2 separate regions of the Mus musculus genome follow, and region 2 is linked to region 1. The links are chromatin contacts, called in public Hi-C maps. All regions are on one chromosome and are shown on one strand. The core of a region is the stretch at or near the end of the contact, and the rest is flanking DNA. Distances in the headings are between cores, read along the strand shown.

Region 1 (7,443 bases), core at 1,568-4,067:
CGGGGCAGACAGAGTATGCGTGTCTTTACTTAGCCGAAACTTTATTCCTCCAGTTGAATGCTGGTACTCACAGGACATTAAGGTTCTTATCCCCTTCCAGGTATATTCAAAGTCTTACCAAGGAGTTTAACCTAGCATCTAACTTCCAAAGCTTCCAACAATTATGGACTGGGCTCATGGGATCCTAGAACCCTGCCGACCACAGCTTCTTTCTTTCGATCCCCTGCCTTCCCAAGTGTGCCTGATGTCTCTGTGTATCCGCTTTTATTTGAAGGGGAAAGGCACAGGAGACTTTAGGATTTACAGAGAGGCATTAGGAGGAGAGTGTGTCTGGTCCTTGTGGAAGGAAGGGAAACTTAGGCTTCAGAGCACAAACAAAGCCAAGCCTGAAACTAGGAAGGAGCTCTTGAAGGTTTGCCAGCAGCGAGATAGTCTCTGTGCTGTTTGCGACTCTGGGATCCGAAGTTCAGTTTTGTTTTCTCCCCTCTGCTGACTCAGTCCGCCACTTGCCAAGGTTCTCAACATCTCTGTTCCCCATTTTTTTCTTCCTCTTGGGAGTGGCTGTCCTGTGTCCTCTGGAGGCTGAGCTAATGTGGCTTTTGTGTTTGGAGAGAAGTTTCCTTTTCTGGTCTTGGTTTACTTCTGCCTGGAAACATTTCTTGTGCCTATTGTCAATTTGTCTCTTTAGCTCAGATCACTGTCAGCCAAGACCTAGGAGATTTGTAACTCCCCCCCCCTACATGGGGATGTTTTGGGCTGGGCAGAACACTGTGAGGTGGAGGGGCAAAGATTTGAGTTTAGTCAGCCGGTGGCAATCTCCCAGGCCTGTCTGAAGTCTCTGGAGAACAGTGGCTGAGAGTAACGCAAACACACTCATTCCTGGAGGAGACTTTTGGATCTCGAATGCTTGTTGTCTGTTTCAGGAATGCACTGGGGTAAGGGAGGGTGGGGACAGTTTGTCTACTAGTTCTTTAATTTGCTATATGTGGAGAGCCTGGACTCTGGGCTATGCTCTGAATGATGGAAAGGGTTCTAGTTTGCCTAGAACCATTGACACCAGGGCAGAAGATTGTAGAAGGAGCTAGAGAACATATTGCCAGATGATAACAGCTGTTCTCTGGTTTAGGATCTTGGTAGGGGATGAACAAGACCTGGATAAAAGACTCCAGCAGAACTGAGCCATAGATCTTTACAAGTACTGTGTACTTTAGATGTTCTACTCTCTATGCATTAACTTTGGAGTGTTGTCAAACACTGAAAAAAAACTGTTCAGTATTCTTTTATTAACTTATAAAACTTAACATACAGATGATATGAAATTGCCAGTTACTCTATGTAACTCTGTTGAATCCAGCCCAATGTGAAAACTCAGAGCTAAATAGTAATTATACTACAGGTACTGTGTGTCAGCTCTGTGCAGGGCCTTCCCAAATGCCCAAACACCCTCTCCCTCATCATTTAATCCTCTCTGGAAGGTAGCAGGTAACTTTAGCTCACTCTGGTTAAGAACTGTTCTCTGTGTCACATAGCTGGCAGGTCCAATCGGGTTTATATTATCTATTGCTATGTAGCTGTACAGCCCTAAACATGATGGCTTACCACAGTACAAAACTCACAGCCTCTGGGTTGGGAATCCAGGGATGGCTTAGCTGGGTCCTTTGCAGCAGAGCCTTGCTAACCTGTCATTAGGCATTAACTAGTACTGCAACTCGTCTGAGACTCAGCTGTTGAGCCAGTGCCTCACGAAGCATTGGCCAGAACTGGATTCCTTGCAAGTGGGGAAGAACAGAGATTCCTAATTTCTTGCTAGCTTTTATCTGGAAGCAGCCCTTAGCTTAAATTTGCCATGTGGGCCTCCCTAACACTGCCAGCAGGCAAGAGAGTATCCATGAAAGACAGGTTGAATCTTACACGATGACATGAATTTGCTCATATAATAGTTACGTCGTTGATGTGTTCTGTTGGCTAAAAGCAAGTCACAGCTCCTATCCAAACTGAGGAGGACAGGTCCCAAAGACAGTAAAGGCTCAGCGAAGGGCTTGGGGCATCTACAACATGGTCACCTGCTTTAACTCCAGTGGAAGCTGGATCTCTATAAATCTAAGAGGAGGATGATACAGGAGAGATACAGGAAGGCTTCTTGGACTTCCTGTGACAAGAGAACATGGACTAGAAGAAAAGATGGTGTGCTTTTGTGGACAGAACTTCAGTGGGGAGGAGGTGCCTTGGGCACAGCACTCCACCCTGGGAAGCTGGGACTCTGGCAGCATAGCCTTGGAAAGTGAGCCTCCTCCTCAGCCCCAAAGCCCACTCCTCTTAGAGGATCAAGCAGAGAATTGAAATTCACTCCAGCTTGTTTCATGTGGAAGTGCTTGACCTTACAAAGTGGAGGGAGAGGGTACATGTAGTTTTGTATTTCTGAAGTGCTGGCATAGGTTTTAAAGACACTTCCTGCAGCCTCAAAATAGCTTGAGCAACAAGACTGTTTTTCTTTCTATACAGAAAGCGAAACTACCGACAGTGTGGCCAGTGATGAAGAGAACGCAGAGGTAAGCCAGTTTGTGTGTGTGTGTGTGTGTGTGTGTGTGTGTGTGTGTGTGTGAGAGAGACAGACAGACAGACAGACAGACAGACAGATAGACACAGACAGACAGAAAAACTGAGAGAGACAGAGAACATCCATATCCTACAATTCACCCTAGCTTTTTAGTCTAATCTTAAAATGAAGTGCTGGGCGGGGTTGAGGGAGCACAGTGTGACCCTCAGAAGAGAGATCAATATAACATGGCAGGAAGAGGAACTCGAAGTCAGGGCCAGGAAATGTTGATATTCTTCTGGCTGTAAACATCCTGATTTGCCAACAGAAATAGAATGGCCTACCCAGCCCAAGCAGTGAACAGAAAGAAGTAAGCAAGTGAACAGAAAGAGCTGAGTAAAACGATCTCCTCACAGTTCGGTCCCTTCCTCAGTGGCCCCGCAGAGAGGGTGTGTGTCCAGTCTCTGCTCCCCACCCACCTGCTTCCGGCTTCCCTCTTAGGCCAGCCAGGCTCACACAATGGCAGGAAGTGGCTCTAAAGCTGATGGGGAGAACAGGGATTGGTTGTAGGAGAAGCTGATGTTTGTTAGAATTCCTAATATTCCAAGTTTGGGAATTCTGAGAGGACAGTAGGCAGCCATGCTGACTGATTTCATGATCTGGTTTCTTCAAGGACCTTTAATCCCTTTTCTGCTTGGCAACCAGTAAGGCCAACTGTGGCTCAAAAAAAAAAAAAAAAACCCGTGTCTCAGCTCCACCCATTTAAAAAGCAATCAAAAGGCATTTGCTGTTTGTAAGCTCCTTACTCTATTCCTCTGAAAAGGCAGGGTAACTCATTAGGTTGGGCCATCCATTATGTCTGGACACTACCCAGTACCAAGCCTGGACAGGCTGAGCATAGGAGCCAAGCTGCCATCATGTTCCGTGTCTTTGTAGAACAGTCTTGACCAGGGACAGCTCATGGGCATTCACTTGAAAAGTAAGAGAAGGCATTGTTTTGCCTATGCCATTCAGCGGAAGGGAAAGAACGCAATGTATCTTGATTGTTTTCTCTGAAAGGGGAGACCACACTGGAGGAAGAGGAGCATCGAAGGCAAGCAGTACCTCAGCAACATGGGGACACGGAACACCTATCTGCTGCCCAGCATGGCGACCTTTGTCACCTCCAACAAGCCAGATCTGCAGGTCACCATCAAAGAGGATAGCTGTCCGATGCCTTACAACAGCTCCTGGCCCCCATTTACAGACCTTCCCCTTCCTGCCCCAGTGACCCCCACGCCCAGCAGCAGTCGGCCAGACCGGGAGACCCGGGCCAGTGTCATCAAGAAGACATCTGATATCACCCAGGCCCGTGTCAAGAGCTGTTAAGCCTTTGACTCTCCCTGGTGGTTGTTGGGATTTCTTAGCTTTGTGTTGTTCTTTGTTTGTATTATATTATTTTTTTTCTCTATGATACCTATCTTAGACACATCTAAGGGAGAAAGCCTTGACGATAGATTATTGATTGCTGTGTCCAACTCCAGAGCTGGAGCTTCTTCTTAACTCAGGACTCCAGCCCCCCCCCCCCCTCGGTAGATGCGTATCTCTAGAACCTGCTGGATCTGCCAGGGCTACTCCCTCAAGTTCAAGGACCAACAGCCACACGGGCAGTGGAGGTGCTGCGTTGCCTACGGTCAAGGCCAGCATGGTGGAGTGGATGCCTCAGAACGGAGGAGAAAATGTGAACTAGCTGGAATTTTTTTATTCTTGTGAATATGTACATAGGGCAGTACGAGCAATGTCGCGGGCTGCTTCTGCACCTTATCTTGAAGCACTTACAATAGGCCTTCTTGTAATCTTGCTCTCCTTCACAGCACACTCGGCGACCCCTTCTGTGTCCACTACCCCACTACCCACCCCTCCCTCCTCAACCCCTCCATCCCGGTCCTCTATGCGCCCCTTCCCCCCAACCAATCCCATCACAACCTCTTACCTATCCTTTCCCTCCCAACCCCTTCTATCCCAGCCCACCACCTACCCCACTCCTCCCCAACTCCTCCATTCTAGCCCATTACCCACGCCTCTCTCCTCAGCCCAGCCTACCCCATCCCACCCTGTTCCTTTCCTCCAGTTTCCTCTCCTCAAAGGCAAGGCTCTACATCTTGGAGGAGGAGGAGGAGAAGAAAATGAGTTTCTTCACCGCTGTCCCATTTTAAGACTGCTTGAATAATAAAAAAAAAATCTTTCTAATCTGCTATGCTTGAATGGCACGCGGTACAAAGGAAAACTGTCATGGAAATATTATGCAAATTCCCAGATCTGAAGACGGAAAATACTCTAATTCTAACCAGAGCAAGCTTTTTTATTTTTTTATACAAGGGGAATATTTTATTCAAGGTAAAAAAATTCTAAATAAAATATAATTGTTTTTTATCTTTTCTACAGCAAATTTATAATTTTAAGATTCCTTTTCCTGTTCATCAGCAGTTGTTATTACATCCCTTGTGGCACATTTTTTTTTTAATTTTGTAAAGGTGAAAAAAAAACTTTTATGAGCTCATGTAGCAATCAAATTATCCTGTGGATTGATAATAAATGAATATGGTATATAGTTAAAGATTTTAATGGGTATCACTTCTGGCTTTATGTGTGTCTACTTAGAGCGTAATCATGGATCAAAGCTGACAGAGTGTTTATTCTTGGAGACCGGCATGCTTTCCTTTGCTAACCACAAAGAAAATGAGGAGGGTCCTATGGTAAGGCTGTGAATAATTCCTCCTCCCACAGCAGTGGGCCTTGTGCAGAATGTCCTACGTGAGTTTCCGTCTTTGCTCATCACAGATGTGTCTAGAAAGGGTGTTTATCACTATTCCACAAGGCAGAAATCGTGATCTGAGATGAAGACTCTATACTCTAAATTAATGGGTTAATGTTACCTACGCAACACAAGACCAGGATGCTGGTGGAGCCTGGAGGGTCCCCTGGAGAGAGCGCAAGACCAGGATGCTGGTGGAGCCTGGAGGGTCCCCTGGAGAGAGCGGTTTTCCCACTCATTGTTCCCACTGTGAACAGAGTCCACTCCTCTGGGTGGGTTTCCTGTCCCCATCTGTAGGCTTATACTTACGGACTTGAGTTTGTGTTGAGTTACATACCTGGGCACAGGGCTAAAACACTCTCAGTAATGGGAAAGAGTTGTTAGGTTCTACCTTTCTGTTTGTCTCCTAAGACCTGGGGTCTTTAAACCAAGGCCCTGCCCTTAATGAGTAGGACTTTGAGACCACTGTTCTCTATCACCTAGTTGGAATGCATTTTCTTTCCCTTTGAATTTACCTTTATTGCCTTCACACACACACATACACACACACACACACACACACACACACACACACACACACCCCTTGGTGGTTCAAGGTACAACCCTAACCTTGAGGACATCACCTCCCTTACGTCCCCCCCCCCCCAAATCCTCAGTTTAAAAACTTAGCTGCCTTAATGCTAAGTTTTTTGGGGGCTGGGAAAAGATCGCCAAGTTAATGTTTGAAAAGGTCCCTTCAATTTATGAAAGGACAAAGGGCTCTTTTAAAGTCTATTGCTATGTGTGGCTGCAGATAGAACCAGTGACCATAAAATTATCGCTCCTGAACACAAGTCAACGGAAACGTGTTACTGTTTGGTGCGTTGTTGGAAATGTCTCACACAGGTGGTCTATTATTCCTTCTTTTGTTTAGATTATTTTATTATTTTTATTGATTGATTGGTTTATCTATTGATTGACCAGAGTAGGAGGTGTTTATTTTGATTCCCTAGGAGAAAGCATAAGGTCTTCAGTTATACGAGCCTCCCCTTTTGGTAATTTATATTAAAACAAAATCTCATTATTCATCCTGTTTTGTTTGTTTGCAAAACAACAAAAACAGAATAGAAATTAGGCCTGACTCACATGGTCATCAGCAGGCCTAGGATAGCCTGGGCTCTCTTATCCCCTCTCTGCACCCATAATGAGCCCTGCGGGTCCCAAATGCATGCCACAGTGCCCTAATCCATTCCTGTGGTGGGATCCAGACTAGTAGCCAAATTCAGGTACTCAAGGTAAGACTCTTTGCCAATCAGATGCTTAAAATACTCTCCTGAAAGGCTGAAGAAAAACAAGTGAGTTACATAAAGCCTGGGGGTGGGGGGAGGGCACCAGGAAGCCAAACAAACCAGATGGACAACTCAGTCACAGGAGCCCCAGACCTTGTCACTTAGAGGAAGTGCTGGGGACGCGTGATTTATTTAGTAGGCCTCTGTGTGTGCCGATATGGTTTTTATGACTGGTTTTGCCATGGGTGTGTTTAAGTAGCTCTATAACTGCCTTTGGGACAATAGCTTCCATTCTCTGTAGCAAGCATGTAGGTAGGTCACACCTGTAACAAAGTTCCTTTTACATCTGTGATCTGGGGAGTCATTGACAGCATTAAGGTCGAGCGAGCGAGCAGAGAGCACCTTGATGTAAGGGGCTTCCGAGATGCTGTTTGGGTGTCTTAAATAAGTCCATCCTCAACCATTTCCGCCTTTCCCTATTTAGGTGTCAGAGGCAGCGTTTTGTCCGCTTGAATGTATTAGAAATACGTGGCTAAGAAATACAAATCCTTGAAGCATCAAAGCCCTAAAATGTTCCCCCTTTTGTTTCCCCAAATGCAAAGGGCACTATCATGTAACCCACTCCCGAGGTAGACATTTTAGGAATGAGGAAGATGAGTGATTTGGTTTCAGGATTCTGACTTTTCAAGTTGGTGCTTTTTTTTTAACGTATTTTCCATGTGAATGGAAAAAAAAAAAGTGTTAAGCCCTAAATGGCCTCTTGCCCCCAAACCTGAGAGGTGAAACTTTAGACCTTCCAGTCTCTAGAGGCTGTCCTTTGAGTGCTGGATTCATTGGGGTTTAAA
Region 2 (7,443 bases), core at 3,522-6,021, 69 kb after region 1:
AAGCAGAAATGGTGGAGGAATGATGCTTGCTGGCTTACTCCCTCTAGCCTTCTCAGCTTGCTCTTTTGGATAACCTAAGACTGCCTGCCTAGGTGTGGCGGTGTGGCACTGCCTACAGTGCCTTTGCCAGCAAGGTGTGTTTATTGCAGACAACAAACAGTTGATTCTATTTCATAACCCAGTCAGCAATTTCTGTAGTTTTTTTTTAAAAAGATATTTCAAAGACTCATTTAGTTATAATTTATTTACTCATATATTTAGTGTGAGTGTGTTTGTATGAGTCAGTCAATGAGGGTATCCACATGTAATCTTCACATGAGGAGGTCAGAGGGCAACTTGCAAGAGTTGGTTCTCTCCTTCCATCCCGGGGAATTGAACCCAAGGCATCAGGCCTGCCACTGGGTACCTTTATTCTCTGAACCATCTTATTAGCCCTGTGCTGAGTCCTCTGAATACAAGCTTAAGAGCGTTCATACTGATGATAATTACTGAGACATATTTGCTGATTGCTGTAATTTGTGTTGGTTGTCTCTCTGGTTGACTGACGCACACTTCCTTTTCTTTCTCTCTCTTTTTAGAGTTTTTCGGCTTACTGAGTTGTATGTGTTTGATTCTCTTCTTGTTCTAATTTGTTCATCTTTTCTACTTTGAAACTTGTTCCTTCCTAAGATCTCCTGCTTGTCAGTGTCTCTCTTCTTCCTCTGTGTGTAGAGTTTAAGTATCTTCCACAATTACTGGCTTGGTGAGTAGAGCTTTCTTTAGTTTATGTTATCTTGGAAGGTCTTTATTCCTCCTGACTTTTAAGATAACTATGCCGAACATGGTAATCTTGTTTGGCAGTGGTTCTCTGGACCTGAGGTGTGTTCGTCCATACGTTTCTGGCCATTAGTGCTTCTGCTTCAGGGTTTTGATGTTATTCTGATAACTCTGCCTTCTGGAGTTGGCATTTTTGTCTTGTAGGTTTTAATACTTGTGTTTCCTTCTCTCTTTTTTTTCTTTTCATGGTCCTAAATTTTTAACCATAGTGTGACTTGGACAGATTATTTTCTGGCCACTCTATTTGGGATTTTAAATGTTGCTGGTCCTCTGATAGCTTTATCTTTCTCTAGATTTGGGTAATTATCTAATATAATTTTGTTAAATGGGTTTTCCGTTGGTTTAGTTTAGTTTGTGCTTTAGATATGGTCTCTTGCTCTTCCCCCAGGATTCTCAAAAGCTATGACAGTGTTTATTTATTTCTTTTGTTTGTTTATTGGTGTCTGAGTGTAGCAGTCCCTTGAGTTTGTCTTCAAACTCTGATATTCTTTTTCCTCCTTGATGTAGTCACTAGTGATGTTTTCTACATTTTAAATTTGATTTATTGGAATTTCATTTGCAACATTTTTTGATCAAAATATCAATTTCTTTAGTTTTATTTATTCCTTTGTGTATATGATTATGTATGTATTTTTGTGTGTGCATTTATGTATGTGTGTGCATGTACATGCCCATGTGTGTGCATGTGTGTGTGTTTATCAGTGTGTGAAGGTTAGAGGTTGACATTGTCTATCTTACTTAATTGCATTCCACCATATTTTTTGAGACTAACTTTATGGGTAAGCCAGGAGCTCACTGATCTGGCCAGACAGGCTAGCCAGTAAGCTCCAGGATCCACTTCCCGGCGTTGGGATTGCAGATATGTGCCTGCATCTGCATCTGGGGATGCAAACCCAGGTCCTCACACTTGAATGGCCAATACTCTACCAGCCGGGCTATTCCCCAGCCCAAACTGCAACTTCTTCACCTGGGCCCTGCACTGACTTCTTACTTCCCTCACACACACGGCTGCTTCTGAGATTGCTCTCTTTTAAAGGTAAACTTTAGAATTTGTGTTGGGTCTTTCAGTATCTTTGGCATTAGTCACCGAGGGTTAAGCACTCCGGAAGAATCCTGCCATGCCCTTTCATGTTTCCTGTGCTTTGTACATCTCTTGGTATGGATATGTCTTCTGGTGTGTGTGTGTGTGTGTGTGTGTGTGTGTGTTCGTAATTAGCAACTTTTTCTTGAGGATTTGATGTCAAATTACAATTAAAGTAAATGGAAACTGACAACTGTACCGCCAACGACCACAGAAAAGAAAACGACAAACAATAGTGGAGAATATGCTATTAATCAAGGCAAAGCTGATGATAGTGGGTTAAATCAAGAAAATCTCCTGGAACAGGAAAAATGGAAGAGACAGTAAGGCTAAATAAAAGACAAGAAAAGAAAGAACGTGGGAAAATATAAAGAAGAGGCAGAGAAAAGAATGATGGCTAAAACAATCTGGTAATAGAATAAAGAAGATACATTGTAGCGTGTGGTTTCTACCACACTGATTTGACCTCCCTGTGAATTGCAGGTGCATACCCATCCAGGGATGCATAGATAGAACACACACATACACACATACACACACACACACACACACACACACACACACACACACACACACCAGTTAATCTTGAAATGCCTTGGCTGACTCAATGCCTGGGCACTCCTGTATCTTCTCCTGCTTCCCCAGACCCAGTTGGTGAAGTGGCCAGAGGTCACTTACCTGAAAGCTTACATAACTGGTTGGCTTTATCACCTGCACTACTGTGTCCTCTTCTCTTCCCCCCCAGTCTTCTGATTCTCCTCCTCTCCCTAGCATACAGGAGTCCCACCTCTTTCTTTCCACTCAACCATTAGCCACTGGCATCTTTATTGATAGATCAAAAACCAATTGGGGGTGAGGACCTTTAGCGTCAGTAAACACAAATCAAAGCATTAGAACCCCCCCCCCATGCACTGATAAAATTAAATAAACAAAGAGAGATAAAAATTAAAACATGGGGGTGGGTGGGTATGGGGGACTTTTGGTATAGCATTGGAAATGTAAATGAGCTAAATACCTAATAAAAAATGGGAAAAAAATAAAGTACACAATAGTTAAAAAAAATTAAAACACAATTTTTAAAAGATAAAATAAAAATAGCATAAACTATTCCAAAAAAAGGAAAGGGGAAAATGTAAGTGGTGGGGTACTGGAGTGCTCTCTTCTTGGGCCCTAGCACAGTCTACCAGGGAGTGATGGGAACTGAGAGCTCGTCCCTTTCCTACCTGTCAGGCTGGTCAAGGGTCAGCTGTCCTTCAAGGTTCTCTTCACCATAGAAGATTCCATTCTTCAGGAGTCTGCTCTGTGGAAGACATCCCACACCCCAGGATGCACCCTGGGGTAGATAGCGTTCTTGACACAGGTTAACAAGTGACCTTGTCAGTCCCAAGTCATGTACTCTGGTAACGTCCAAAAGCCTCCTCAGAGCGAGTAAAATGTTTAGTCAAAATCTGTGCTGCTTTAAGAGCGTTGTTTACTAAGACAACCTCGAAAGGATTTTTCTCTCCTCTCCGCCACCCCTTAAAAAGCAAACTGGATGTGTTTGCAAAGAGCGGGGAACTTCTCCAAGCATTTTAGCTTTAGCTTTAGGGACTTCTTGATCAGTTAATATTTTAATTTTAATTATTTTAAATTATGTGTATGTGTCTCTGTGTGGGCGTGGGCGTATGAAGGCAGGGCCTGCTGAAGCCGGAGGAGGAAGGATTTTCCTGAAGCAGGTACAGGTATCTGTGTCACCTAACACGGGGGCTGGAAAGCAAACCAGGGCCCTCTGTGGGAGCAATACGGGCTTTTAACCCTTGAGCCATCTCCAGCCCCCTGGCCAGCTTTAGAATATAATTTACACCACGGAAGTAGGTGAGAGGCAAAGAGACGTTAAGGTTTTATATTTAAGTAAATACACTTCATTTTTACTTTTTTGCAATGATAGAAAAACAAAACAAATTGGATTGATCACATGAGAAATAATCAAAACTGTAAGTAAAATTTCACCTGAAGTTGGTATTCAAGGTTGCTTTAAATTGTGGTTTTTACCTTTAAGGTATGAAAGTGTTTTGAAATAAGTTTTCATTTTTAATTACATATAGCTGGAGGAGGGGTGTCTGCGCCTGTGAGCGCAGGCGCACACGGAGAATAAAAGAGGGGCTTGGAGTCTCTGGAGCTGGAGTTACAGGTGGGCGTGATGTGGGCTCTGGGAACTGAACTCGGGTCCTCTGCAAGAACAGGCTCTCTTAACTGCTGAGCCATCCCCCCAGCCCCCAAGATGTTTAAACATCGTTTTGATGAAAGGAACTCTTAAGGTTTTAAGAAAACTTGATTCTCAAAAGGTGCTTTTGAGTGGTGGGTTGTTTTTTGTGGTTTTTGTGAGCTGAAGTCAGGAGCAGAGGGTGACAGAGGAATGGGAAGTCGGTCCTCTACAGACGAATCTTCCACTTCTCTGTGACTGAAAAGCACCGGAAGCAGGGCCTGCCTAGTCCTTTCTAGGTGGAGCCCTGGAGCCCTGAGCATCTCGTAATTTGTATGTGTTTTAATATTGCAGTAAAGAGGCATCACATTTGCCATTTAAAAAATTTTGGGGTATCCAAGACAGTATCCTTAATTATATTCACAATGATGTGTGTGTCACCGTGTGTGACAACAAGCATTTCGTTTTCCAGATAAACTCTGTACTAACCACACCCAGCCCCCAGCCCCCCACCTTTCCTGTCCCCTCCCCCCTCCCCCAACTCTCCATGCCCCGCCCCACCCCACGCCCCAGTCTCTGAGTACCTCCCTGCTCATTCCCATCTCTTATCCGGTTTCAATCTCTAGGTATCTTCAAGTAGGAGTAGACAACATTTGGCCTTTTCCTGTGCCTGAGTTCTTTCCCTCAGCAAGGTTCATCTGTCACAATCGGACTCCTTCTTATGGATGAGCAATGTTCCGTGGTATGGAAATAACATATACCAGTTTCGCATTCATTTCTTGACCATGATTTGAGAAAAACCACTCCTGAAATCAAAACAGGAAAAAAAAAAGTTCCAGCAAGTGATTAGATAGCTTTTGTTTGTGGTGAACCAGAGGCGGCAGGCATCAGCACGGGGCAGTTCATTCGAACGCAGGCATCACCCCTGTGGCTGGCACAGAGGCCCAAGCACCGGTCTCTACCCTGAATTCACAGGCTAAGTTAATTTCCCTCGGGGCCAGGGTTTGAACTGATCCCTGGTCGCTGAAGAGAGCATGACTCTCTGTCCTAAATTTTGTGTGGTGAGAATATTTTCACCTGGCAAAATGTTTGCAGCTGACTGCTTTTGAGGAGCACTGGGCTTTTTCTTTTAATCAAAAACCTTGACAGGATTTATTGTTTGTAAATTGGGAAGAAGGATTTGAGGCTTTAACACACGTAAGTGATATGAAAGGGCAAAAGAAAATGTGATTTCTTTTCCAGTTCCAGAATACATGCCACAGATGCTCTGTGACATAAGCAGCCTTTTTTTATAATACAATCTTATTTTCTTCTTTTCCTATTTCTTCTCTCAGTCCTTTGTCATGTATGAATTCCTCTATCCAATAATGTCAAATAATAATTACCACTAGTAGATTAAAAACTGTTTCAAATAATTAAAAAATATTAATAATAATTCAATCCCTTATGATAGGTAGTTAATTAGACTATATTTGAGTCATAGTCATGGTTCTTTAAACTGGCTCGCACCAGTTCTTAGTGACTCGTGCCTGGCCTGGTTCTCTCAGCGTCCTGAGAACTCAGTCGTTCAGTCCTGGAAACTTTGGAGCCACAGATATGCTACACAGAGATTGAATGTAGTGGGAGATATTTATTATTAATTTGCATGTGCATAATTAGTGTTAAATTATCTCACAGAAGCTTCGAGCATCCTGGGTGCGAGTGAACAGCTAGCTTCCTGGGAGAATTTGGAACATGTTTTCCTCACTGTCTTAGTCAGGGTTGTATTCCTGCAAAAAAACCCAAAAAAACAAACAAACAAAAAAAAAAAAACACAAAAAAAAAAAAAAAACCATCATGACCAAGAAGCAAGTCGGGGAAGAAAGGGCTTATTCAGCTTACACTTTCCACGGTGCTGTTCATCATCAAATGAAGTCTGGACTGGAACTCAAGCAGGTCAGGAAGCAGGAGCTGATGCAGAAGCCATGGAGGGATGTTTCTTACTGACTTGCTTCCCCTGGCTTGCTCAGGTTGCTTTCTTACAGATCCCAAGACTACCAGCCCAGGGATGGCACCAAGCACAATGGGCTGAGCCCTCCCATTCTTGATCACTAATTGAGAAAATGCCTTACAGCAGGATCTCATGGAGATATTTCCTCAAGAGAGGCTCCTTTCTCTGCGATAACTGCAGCCTGTGTCAAATCGACACACAAAACCAGCCAGCACACTCACTGTTAGGCACAAGCTCTGTCCGTGGATCAGGCACCTGCAACAAACAAGGAAAGAGCTGTAGGCAACTCAAGTTGTACAGAGGAGCCTGAACCCCAATCTCACCCAATCATCCTGCTTCTTCCCTTCTTAAAGTAACGGGGGCGTGGAGGGTGGATCCAGGGAGAAGTGCATGGGCCTTTGCAAGGTTTAGCTGAACTGGCTGAGGGAAGTTCTTTGGGCAGTTAAGAACCTGGTAGCCATAGACCTCCATTCACAGGAAAGCTGATTGGTGACGGTGGGAACTGTACTACTAATTGAACACCACAGACCTGCCTTCATACCCATGAACCCCTGGGACAAAAGGCAGAGCTTTGTTACTAGGGTGAGTATCCTCCAGGTTGAATTAAGGTGGTGATCCCAAGGGTCAGACCTAGTGTTCATTCTTTGATATGAGTGGGCTTTCCTGACTTAGGTGGATGCTTATTCGCTCACCTAAGAGGTAGGAGCACAGAATAAAAAGGGGCTTCAGGCAGGCTGGAGATGGGATCCTCAAATTTCTTCCCATCTTCCTGGATCAGATGCATTCGGCTTTGAACCAATTTGGAAGAATTCTACGCAAGAGGTCTTATGTAAGACACCAAGGGCTGGGAGACAAGAGAAGAGTTCTACCCCGAAGGTCACAAAGCTATAGCTTCTGGGTCAAAGGAAGAGAAGACTATAAAGATGAATGTCCATACTAAAATGGCTAGTGAAGAATGAAGCTGCAATATGGGACACAGGTGCGTAAAGGAGTGGCCTTTGCTATGTAGGAAGAGCAAACAAGTGGCCGCTGTCTTAGTGGGAGAGGAGAGACTCTCCTTGCTGTTTCTGAAAGCCCATCAGCACCTGGGCTGTTGTGGAGGAACTCTTGAGTTCTGAATGACAATCGAGCCGAGAGCTAGGCCAAACCATGGAATCGAAACAGGCTGTTGAGTTGCCCAGGCTTGCAAGACAGGGTGTCAGGCAAATGTTCTTGTGTGAGTAGTTAGCCTTCTTTGATCTGCTTAGCGTTGCTTGTGATGGTGCATTTTATCGGGAGAGTCTGTGTTTGAGAACTTCTCTTTCACGGCCGCCTGGGCTCCAACATGCCATGAGGTACAGAAGCAAGGCCATTTGAATCTGGTCACTATCACAT

The links. A called contact is a pair of places that touch in the nucleus more often than the background predicts.
Region 2: a contact with region 1 is called in a Hi-C map of CD8 T cells, with 1.8 times the contacts expected there. The contact joins two enhancer-like sites. A contact is called at or near these places in 3 of 15 datasets of contacts at CTCF or cohesin (CD8 T cells, large pre-B cells and pro-B cells), 13 of 484 Hi-C or Micro-C datasets (the 63-12 cell line, CD4 T cells, CD4 single positive thymocytes and 9 more) and 13 of 115 datasets of contacts at active chromatin or transcription factors (the 230-238 cell line, CD8 T cells, DN3 thymocytes and 8 more).

Annotation. Positions count from the first base shown.
Region 1 is chr8:46,842,319-46,849,761 of GRCm38.p6, forward strand. It overlaps Irf2 (interferon regulatory factor 2), which reads left to right. Exons shown (of 9, transcript NM_008391.4): 8 at 2,503-2,549; 9 at 3,596-5,140. The coding sequence ends at 3,904. Among named protein-coding and RNA genes, the nearest start is that of Gm39170, 16 kb to the left of the region's middle. Within about 2 kb of position 2,818, at least 142 of the 459 cell types and tissues checked have an H3K27ac peak or open chromatin away from gene starts, as enhancers often do. A contact at or near this core is called in CD8 T cells, bone marrow-derived macrophages, microglia and 1 more, where this site is marked.
Region 2 is chr8:46,909,835-46,917,277 of GRCm38.p6, forward strand. No RefSeq gene overlaps it. Among named protein-coding and RNA genes, the nearest start is that of Enpp6, 73 kb to the right of the region's middle. Within about 2 kb of position 4,772, at least 19 of the 459 cell types and tissues checked have an H3K27ac peak or open chromatin away from gene starts, as enhancers often do. A contact at or near this core is called in CD8 T cells, bone marrow-derived macrophages, microglia and 1 more, where this site is marked.